2 separate regions of the Danio rerio genome follow, and region 1 is linked to region 2. The links are chromatin contacts, called in public Hi-C maps. All regions are on one chromosome and are shown on one strand. The core of a region is the stretch at or near the end of the contact, and the rest is flanking DNA. Distances in the headings are between cores, read along the strand shown. Region 1 holds the start of derl3 (derlin 3). Region 2 overlaps mmp11a (matrix metallopeptidase 11a).

Region 1 (4,786 bases), core at 1,227-3,726, 84 kb before region 2:
CGGTCATGAGAACACCACCAAACAGGAACATGTAAACGAAATCTGCTGTTCGGCCACGGAAGGAGCCTTCCTCCAGCATCCGGCAGTATCGGTATCTGCTCAAGTCAAGGACATATACTCTACAGACCCTCGGCACAGCTGCACACCACACACACAAAACCCACGTTATGCAAAATAAACACTCTGTGAAACTGTCTGACACTTCCTGAACATTTCACACTGACAAACACAATTATGCTGATCATAAAAGGGATACAGGAAAATCATGTTGAACAAGAAGCTGAAGCCTAGAGGTCCAAAAAACAAGAAGTTGGTGATCAGTCGCCATATCTAGAAAAGAAAAGAGAAGCACACATGATTATCAAAACTAGAGATGTGTAAAGTAGCCATGTGTCAGGGGTGTTTTAAACTTACCTGGTATTTTTTTAATATCAAGTCAGGGTTGAAATAGAGTTGAAATGGTGTGATGAGCTCCAGTTGCTGTAATATGCAAAACAGTCAATTTAGTTGAAGAAAGATTGTTGACTGTTGTTGCTGAAACATGAAACTGTTACAGATTGTTTGCATAAGATGTATGGCTCTTCGTTTGTGTAATTTTTTGGTCTTTGATTTTTACAAGCACTGGGAGGGCAGTATTGTAGTTAAATAAAACTAAAACCCTTTAAACTACTGACTATTGTTTTCTTCTTTTGATGTTAATGTTAACTAAAATCAAAAAACGTAAAAGCTAGTTGGAAGGGAGACTTTCATTTTTTTTTTTTTAATGACACTATATACGCATTACGCACGCATGCACACACACACAAACAGACACACACAATATATATATAATAATATATATATGAGCAATATCACAAGAGTAGCACTGCATTGTACCTGTATGTCTCTGCACTGGTGGGAGGCGTGCGTTGTGCCTTAGTGTCCCAGCAGTGCTAATATAAAGCCACATTGCAGTGCTACAAGTGTGATATTGCGTTTATATAACAGTTCGACAACATAATCATGTGTATAAAAAAGAAAATCAAACACGGAGAGTCTAAAAACCCTTTTGTAATAGGAACTACTTTCTTCCATTATTTACTCACATCTGCAGCTGACGTCAGAACTGCAGAAACTGTTGCTCATTCACAAACGTCACTTTAGAACTAGTATTTCAATCATATCTTAGTGATCAATAAAACTGTCAATGAAACATACAAGGCATAATAGTTCAGTTTAATTATTTACTGTAAATAATATGCTGTACTAAACAGAAACATATTATAGTATACAACAGCTAAAACAAAAAATTCAATAAAAACAGGTGTATATATAGTCAAATAAATACTATAGTCATTTATAGTAAAGGTAAATATTTTTGATAATAAATAAATATATATGTATATACACACACACACACATATACATGTATTTATATATATATATATATATATATATATATATATATATATATATATATATATATATATATACATATATACATACATATATACATACATACATACATACATACATACATACATACATACATATATATATATATATATATATATATATATATATATATATATATATACAGTTGAAGTCAGAATTATTAGCCCTCTTTTGAATGTTTAAAATATTTTCACAGTATGATATTTTTTCTTCTGGAGAAAGTCTTATTTTTTTTATTTTGGCTAAATATTTTATTTTATGGTGTTACTTCGTTAAGATATTTTGAAAACTGTTAGACGCCATAACTACTATTGTCCACAGTAGGAAAAAAGGATGAATGTTTTCAACATTCTTCAAAATATCTTCTTTTGTGTTTATTAGAAGAAACTTACAAATGTGTAGCATATTGTGTACCATATGTGCAAATTTGTACCATATCCTGGTTCTGTATTGTACACACACAATAATTATACAAGATATAAACCAAGTAGAAAATGTTACTTTCATTGGCCTAAGTTTGATGCTAAAATAAAGATTGACGCTAAAATACCGATCACGCATCATTATGGTGTTACTTCGTTAAGCATTTACACTGACACTTGATACTTCAGTGTGGGGAAGATATCATAATTCTGAAGAGAGGCATACGGACTTACTGTAATTAATATGCGGCTCTATATTTACCCTGGAACTTGAATACAGAAGTAGACATGTTGTAAAGGCAGTTTAGCTACTCACCACAGCGGCCGTGGTTAAGACACATGCAGTGGTGTACGCGCGAGTGACCGCGGGAATCTGCATGTACTCCTGAGTGACGCTGTTTGCCATGATCTTTCTCTTATCTACACTTCAGCTCTCACTAATACCACATATTAGCCGCTCTGACGCCGAATAAACACCGACCAGTTCAGTAGGACGAGACTTTATGCTTCGGTAAATCCATGTCCGCGTTTAGTGTTTGTTTCGAACTGGTCATTTTTAACGGTTGATGATGTTTGCCTGTGAATATGAGAGCTTGACTGTGGGCGGAGTGACACAAACACGCTTCATCGGTCGTTTTAGCTCCTCCACGTGGATAAAAAATATATATTTGTTCTTCCGTGGACCAATGAGATCGCGCGGGTTCAGTGACGTCTTGTTGACAAATTTGTGTTTAAGTAAACAAGCCACTTTTTTTTTTTGCAAATTTGATGCAATTCTTCGTAAACTTGTTCGGCTCTTATCTGGTAATATGTCTTCTGAATCTAATATTTTACATACTAATGATTTAAGTATCAATGATGTGAAAATTATAGACAATGAATTTAATAACATTTACAGTAAAAAGTTATGCAGAACTATATTGTTGCCTAAATCAAACCCTTTTAGAATTCCTTATTTGAGCAGATTGAATGGGGAAAAAAGTTTGGAACTTAGGCTACCTAGTGAATACTGTCTCACCAATAAAGTTGACACCTGCTTTTTGAATGCACATAGGCCTATACCCAAATGTTTTGGTTTAATGTTGAATATCTCATATTTAAACTTCAGTTTTCTATCAATTTAATTATTATATAGGCCTATACAAAGTTCCATGTACACAAACAAAAATGGTCCAATGATAAACCTAACATTTATTTGCTTAAAATTGATCTTAAGGTTTATATCGAAACCCTAAATAAGGCATTAAAATGCATTAAAATTAAAAAAGCTATATGAATGTATACAATTTTGAAATAATTTTCTTATGCTAATTTCTTGTAATTTATATAACCCCTGTAATTTAAATTTATTTATTGTTTTTATACTCTATTTGTTCCTTTGATGTGAAAATAATTGTAAGCACTGTATTCCTCGATATTTTGTATGCTATTGTTCTTGTTATGCAATAAAACAAGCCACTTTTTATGTTTTGTTTGCTGGAATACATTATTTTTGGCACTATTCATGCCCGTAGCCAGGGGGGTTTGGGTGATTCGAACGAACCACCCCCACAGCCAAAAGGTCCAGCATTTGTTCTTTTAATTATTTTATTTAATTTAATATTACATATGTATTATATAATTAATATAATGTATTTATATTCATATTCCCGTCATGTCTGTGTTTATGAAGCAGTTTGCTCACTTTGCTTGTTTTATTCTGATCAGATAGGCCTATCAGATCGCTCAAACCACTTCAGAAGGTGATCTAGGATGCATTTCAGATGAAACTGGACAGGTATAATAATTTTAGACAAAACTAATATAAACAAAATTAATTATGACCAGGAGAAAATCTGACCTGCTCCTGAAACACCTGTAGGTGCCCTTTTAAAGCTTTAATACTAAAACATAAAGCAAACATGTTCCAACTTTTCAAGCCTGTAGCCAGGGGGGTTCAGAAGACCCACCCCTCACTGACAAAGGTCCAAAATTTGTCCCATGTATGAACTCATTTGTCCTATTTTAACTGCTATGCCATCATAAATAATGAAAATAATCCATCGAAAAAGGCTTTAAGACCTATTGGAATTCTCTGTCGGCTGTTGCTTCGGTGGGACTATAATCTGATGTAAGAGTCTTCTTTCACTACTTTATTGTTTTTAAACAGAGAAAACATTTTACAGGGAACTTTATTCTTAATCTTGGACCTTATTCTTGAAATAAAAATGAGCAATAAAAAGTTGTGAAGCACCAGAAGCGGACCATAAATTTGAATATATTTTGGCTATTGTTGATTTCCAGGAATTTTCAAATGTACATTTTTTACCAAAGAGACTAGAAAAATTCTGAAGAATTAATTATTATTTTTATTATTATTATGTTTTAATTATTATATTTTTATTGAAATGGCCAAATTGTGACTGAGGACAGTTGAATGTGCTGGCCAGTTTGTTTTCTGTCTAGTAAATGATAGTGGGCTAAAGTTTCTTTTTTTTGCTTCAAAACTTTAACAGATTGCTGTTTTTCCTAATGATATATGACAGTGGTTCTCAAACTGTGGTACGCGTACCATTAGTGGTACGCGGGCTTCCTCCTAGTGGTACGCGGAGGAACCGCTGAATAATGAAAGAAACAATTAACACTTAATCCTTTAATGCGTAATATAACATTGATGTGATCAGCATTGGCTGTTTAGTGAAGCGTACGATCACAACGCTGTGCTTAGAATGTTTATTTTAGTGCATTGTGTCATAAGCTGCTAAAAATCAGTTTCCAAAGTTTAAGAATTGATTCTGAAGCGTGATTTGACTGACATGAAAAGTAGCCAATCACAGTCGACCTTGTCTAGTTGCGTGAAACGTAAGGGCGGGACAAATGCTTTCTGTGTTGCAGAGACAGAAAAAACAACTTAAAAACAAATGTTTTGTTGGAATAATGCTTCTCGGATG
Region 2 (4,838 bases), core at 2,120-4,619:
TTTCAAAAGAGAGTTCAAAATTACAATCATTTAATAATTTACTCATGCAAGATTTAGGTTTCTGTACATAAAGAAGGCCAAACCATACAGATATACAGAAGATTATAAAAGATTTTTAGTCGAAATTGTAGTTGTAAATATATGAAATTATTAGATATTAATACCAAATAATGTGGCAGGAACTACATCTTGGTCGGCTTGAGTTTAAATAAATTAAAATTCCTTTAACTTTCAACACATATCCATGTAACAACTGCTGAAACATCGCCCTCTTCTGTCTATCTTCCATACTCACAAGTTAAAATTGAAAGATCAGTGATCAGATGGGACATTTTCCTCTGTATTCTTGTCACTTTGACCCACAAATACATTTTGCCTTTCATCCTTGAAAAAGGTCTGTCATTTACTCTGTTTTAAAAAATATGTTTAAAACTAAGTCAAAGTAAATCGACATGATAGTTTTTTTTAAAAAATTCACCATTTACTTTCTCAGATGGTTCAAAACTTTTACACAAAACAAGATATTGTGAAAAATGTTGGGAAATGCAGCTGCAGTTGGAACAAAAAATACTGCCAATGGCTGCTTTTTTTCTTCAATATATCTTCCTTTGTGTTTAACACAAGCACTAACCTCCCACTCTGCCTCGTGAAGCCAATATGAAATTAAATAATTAAAACAAAAATAATGATATAATATATCAATTAAATGTGTGGTTGAAAATGCCTGATTAAGTGACTTACTAACTTCATTCAAAGCACAGATTCAGCAAACTAGTTTTAACTCACAACCTGATTTCTTTCATAGTAATCTTCACTTTCACTACTAATACATCTGTAAAAGGCTGGTCTGGACATACCGCTGGCCTCCTGGAAGGCAGCATCAATCTCCTCAGGAACACCCCACCAGTCTTGCTGGATCCGCCGGGGGGCAGACGTGTCCACTCGGTTCTCTTGAGGATCCAAACGCCAGTAGTTTCCAGACTTGAAGAAGTATGTGTGCTGGCTGTGGTGCTCCTTTACACGCAGCGCGGCCTGAATGTTTGAGACACGGAGGCCTAAAGATAGTAGAGAGTCTGGTCCTTTAATCCTGTGCTCGGCATCAAACACCCAGTAGTTGGAACCTAAGACATAAGGGAAAGATTCATTAGACATATCACTGCTTTCATGTATGATTTTACTCAATGTAACTATTTCAATTTCGCATCATATGCTTGAAAAGTCTTGCTTATGCATTTTCTTGTTCCTGTGGTTCCAACAGGTTGGTGCTAACGTGTCTAACTTTAAAGGGCACCTATTTTACTCCTTTTACAAGATGTAAGATATACCTCTGGTGTCTCCAGAATCTGCGTATTTATTATAACCTCCAGAATCTGCCCGTTTTGGTGTCTGAGTACAGTGTAGCTGTTTTTGAAGCCTGTAGCTTTAAATGCAAATGAGCTGCTTTTCCCCGCCCACCGTTCCCACGTGCATGCGTGCTTTTCCTGTGTTACAGCAGATAAACAGCCGTCAGTGACAGAGACAGACAAGCATGAAGCTGAAAAACAGCTTATTAGTCAAAAATACCAAGTAAGTTTATTTGATGTATTTGTGGTGGAGTTTATTTAAACCTTTCTGAAATGATGAGTCTCACACACATGCACACACACGTGTATATATGTGTGTGTGTATATATATATATATATATATATATATATATATATATATATATATATATATATATATATATATATATATATATGTGAGCATTTACTGACACCATGCGACTGCGGTGATTATAGTGGTTATGAATTATTAGAGATGTTACTTTTTTTATTACAAACATGCTGTTTTAAAATTGTTTTAAATAAGCATAATATTTAAGATTGGATCAATGTAAAAAATAATTAAGGATAATAAATAATCCTGAACTGCACAAGGCATCTAAAAAGTGTCTTGTATGAAGAGCCAAATAATCCTTAAAAATAAATTATAAATGTTAAAATAAAAAAACATCAATCAACAAAGATTATGGAAAATATTTAGTTTCTATTAAGTTACACTTAATTATTCTAATCATTATAGTGCCATGTTTCTAACTTTTAAGAAATACTTTTTAAATTTAACTAAAATTTTATTTATTTATATGTTCTTAATCATCACAGATTTGAAATCATTATTTGTACTAATTTTAATTATTAGATTATTTTATCAGTAATATATTCATTTTTTCCTTTAAGCTTATGTACTTATATTAATACTTTGACTGATTATTTTACATTATTTGTAGTTTATTACATTAATTATTTAAAAAAAATCTCAAACATTTCCACAGACCCCCTAGTACTCTGTTATGACCCTAGTTTGAAAACATCACTGAATACAAAATCTGAACTATTATACAGACCACAAAATGACAATTTTATTTTTACTTTAAATAGCTCAAAAATATAAAAACGTAAAACGTTTATGCATTTAAAATTCTTCTCTTTGTTTTTAATTCACTAAATGGCCAGGCACCTTCTTATCTGTCAGATCTGTTGACTGAATATCTGCCTGGTCGGTCTCTTCAGTCATCAAACCAGAGATTATTATGCATCCGAGGCTTCAAGTCGAGGCTGAAATGCAGGGGTGACAGTGCTTTCGCATTAGCTGGTCCTACATTGTGGAATGCTCTGCCCCTCTGTTTTAGGTCTATATCATCTCTTACTGTTTATACATCAAGGTTGAAAACTTACCTTTTTGATTAGGCATTTTATCAGTGAGAATTTTTATTTTTGTGATTTGCATTGTGCAGCACATTAGTTAACCTTTTATTGTGTTTAATAGTGCTATGTGACATATTGACATTTCCATAAAACTGTCTGTCTAGTGTCCTCTAGTGGGTAAAAAATGAAGTACATTTACAGCATATTTGAACTCATACACAGTAGCTATTTGACTCAGATCGAATCGATGCTATTAGATTCAACATGACCAAACTACATTTTCCAACCCACATTTTCAATCTTTAATGCTTCTAATTTAGAAAATTTAATTAACTTATAAACTATTTAAACTGCAGCAACCACCCATAAGAGTACAAAACTGTTTAGGAACTGTCCTGCACAACATGCGTGTGTGTTTGTCAGTTGTTAGCAGTGAGTGTTCAGCGTGGTTGTGTTCAGTCATGCCCTTCACAAAGTGGGACGCTTCAGATATGGGTCAAGGGGAAGTACCGCACCACCCGTCACCATACATTTGTATATAACCAGGCTTGTCTAATCCTGTCCTCCAACCGCAAATCACCAGAGTCAGCCAGTGCCGCTGCACTCACCCACCTTCAAAGAACCAGATATTGCCCTTTTTGTCTTCATAGGCGGCGTCTATTTTCTGTGGAATGCCACTCCAGTGTCGGGAGGCCAGCGCAGGGTATCCGGCCTGCAGACGGCCATCCCTGATGCGCCACGCATAGCTGGCCTTGAAGAAGAACAATTCCCCACGGATTATAGACACAGCATCGAAATCTGTGTGACAAGCGTCAGGCTGCAAACAGTGAGAAAAGAGGAGACTGAATAAACAAAGGGAGAATGAAGGGAACGCATCAGCTTGTTCAGATAAACAGTCTTTTGGTTATATCCGAGTATTTGAAATAATTTATCTCAATTTACTGTTGTATATTGTGTAGTGGATGAGGTTAAAGCCACCTGTCATGTTGGGATGAGTTTGCTGAAGGTGTTCAAATGTTTTGTGTTTAATGTGAACACACAGTTCATGGAGATTCAGCTTGAAAGTATTGCAAAACCAGTTTTTAATTCTGTTGTTGGCATACCAGCACAATCTCATCGCTATAAACCAATACATTTATTGCATTAGATTCATTAGATCTGAACAGATGAATCAAATATTTGAATAACCAAGTTTGGACTGAAAGTCTAACCAAGGCTAAACAAATTGCAAATATAAGATCATTCTTGGTATAATAAAAATTTTAATGCAAGACAAATTTAATATAAGGATAACAACAACAACAGGGCGGCACAGTGGCTTAGTGGTTAGCACTGTCGCCTCACAGCAAGAATGTCACTGGATTGAGTCTCAGCTGGGTCACTAAATGTTGGCGGTTCATTCCGCTGTGGCAACCCCTAATGAATAAAGGGACTAAGCCGAAGGAAAATGAATGAATGATTAAACAACAACAACAACAATATTAATGACATCGCCTTCTTCTCACTTGTTGCTTGCGAGAGAATTCTCTTAATGTGGAAATCCCACCAACCACCCTCAATCAAATCTGGCTAAATGACAAGTTAGGTCTTCTGAAATTGGAGAAGATTAGGTTCTCTCTCAGAGGCTTATCTAATAGATTTTATACACATTGGAGGCCATTACTGGATTATTTTGACAAATTAACACCTCTTGCAGTGGTCATTTAAAAAATCATTTCATGGTCAGAACTAGCCCTCACTTTTGCATTTATACGCCGATGTAGTCATCCTTTTAATTGGACTCGTTTACAAAGAGAAAGTTCAGCACAACCAAAATCACAATAAGCAAGAGGAATAGCTATCATTCTTAATTATCTTGGTTATCCAAAACTGTAATGACCAACAAAACCACACCATTGTTTATTTATTTCATTATTTTCTTTTTGGCTTAGTTCCTTTATTAATCTGGGGTCACCACAGCGGAATGAACCGCCAACTTATCCAGCATATGTTTTACGCAATTTTTAACATTCCCAATTCACCTATAGCAGATGGCTTTGAAAACCGGAGCACCTGGAGGAAACCCACATAAACACGGGGAGAACATGCAAACTCTACACAGAAATGGCAACTAACCCAGCTGAGGCTCAAACCAGAGACCTTCTTGCTGTGAGG

What was found. A called contact is a pair of places that touch in the nucleus more often than the background predicts.
Region 1: a Hi-C map of hematopoietic stem cells shows a contact between it and region 2, with 2.2 times the contacts expected there. The contact joins the promoter of derl3 here to the enhancer-like site in region 2. A contact is called at or near these places in 2 of 18 Hi-C or Micro-C datasets (hematopoietic stem cells and an unstated tissue).

The regions. Positions count from the first base shown.
Region 1 is chr8:32,984,228-32,989,013 of GRCz12tu, reverse strand. derl3 (derlin 3) reads right to left here and starts at 2,476. Exons shown (of 7, transcript NM_200903.2): 1 at 2,173-2,476; 2 at 415-480; 3 at 257-330; 4 at 2-95. The coding sequence starts at 2,262. It overlaps LOC141375655 (a long non-coding RNA gene), which reads left to right and starts at 2,572. Exons shown (of 3, transcript XR_012384435.1): 1 at 2,572-2,660; 2 at 3,564-3,633.
Region 2 is chr8:32,900,777-32,905,614 of GRCz12tu, reverse strand. mmp11a (matrix metallopeptidase 11a) reads right to left here. Exons shown (of 8, transcript XM_021478463.2): 6 at 3,297-3,501; 7 at 858-1,121. Among named protein-coding and RNA genes, the nearest start is that of mmp11a, 24 kb to the right of the region's middle. Within about 2 kb of position 3,369, at least 3 of the 62 cell types and tissues checked have an H3K27ac peak or open chromatin away from gene starts, as enhancers often do.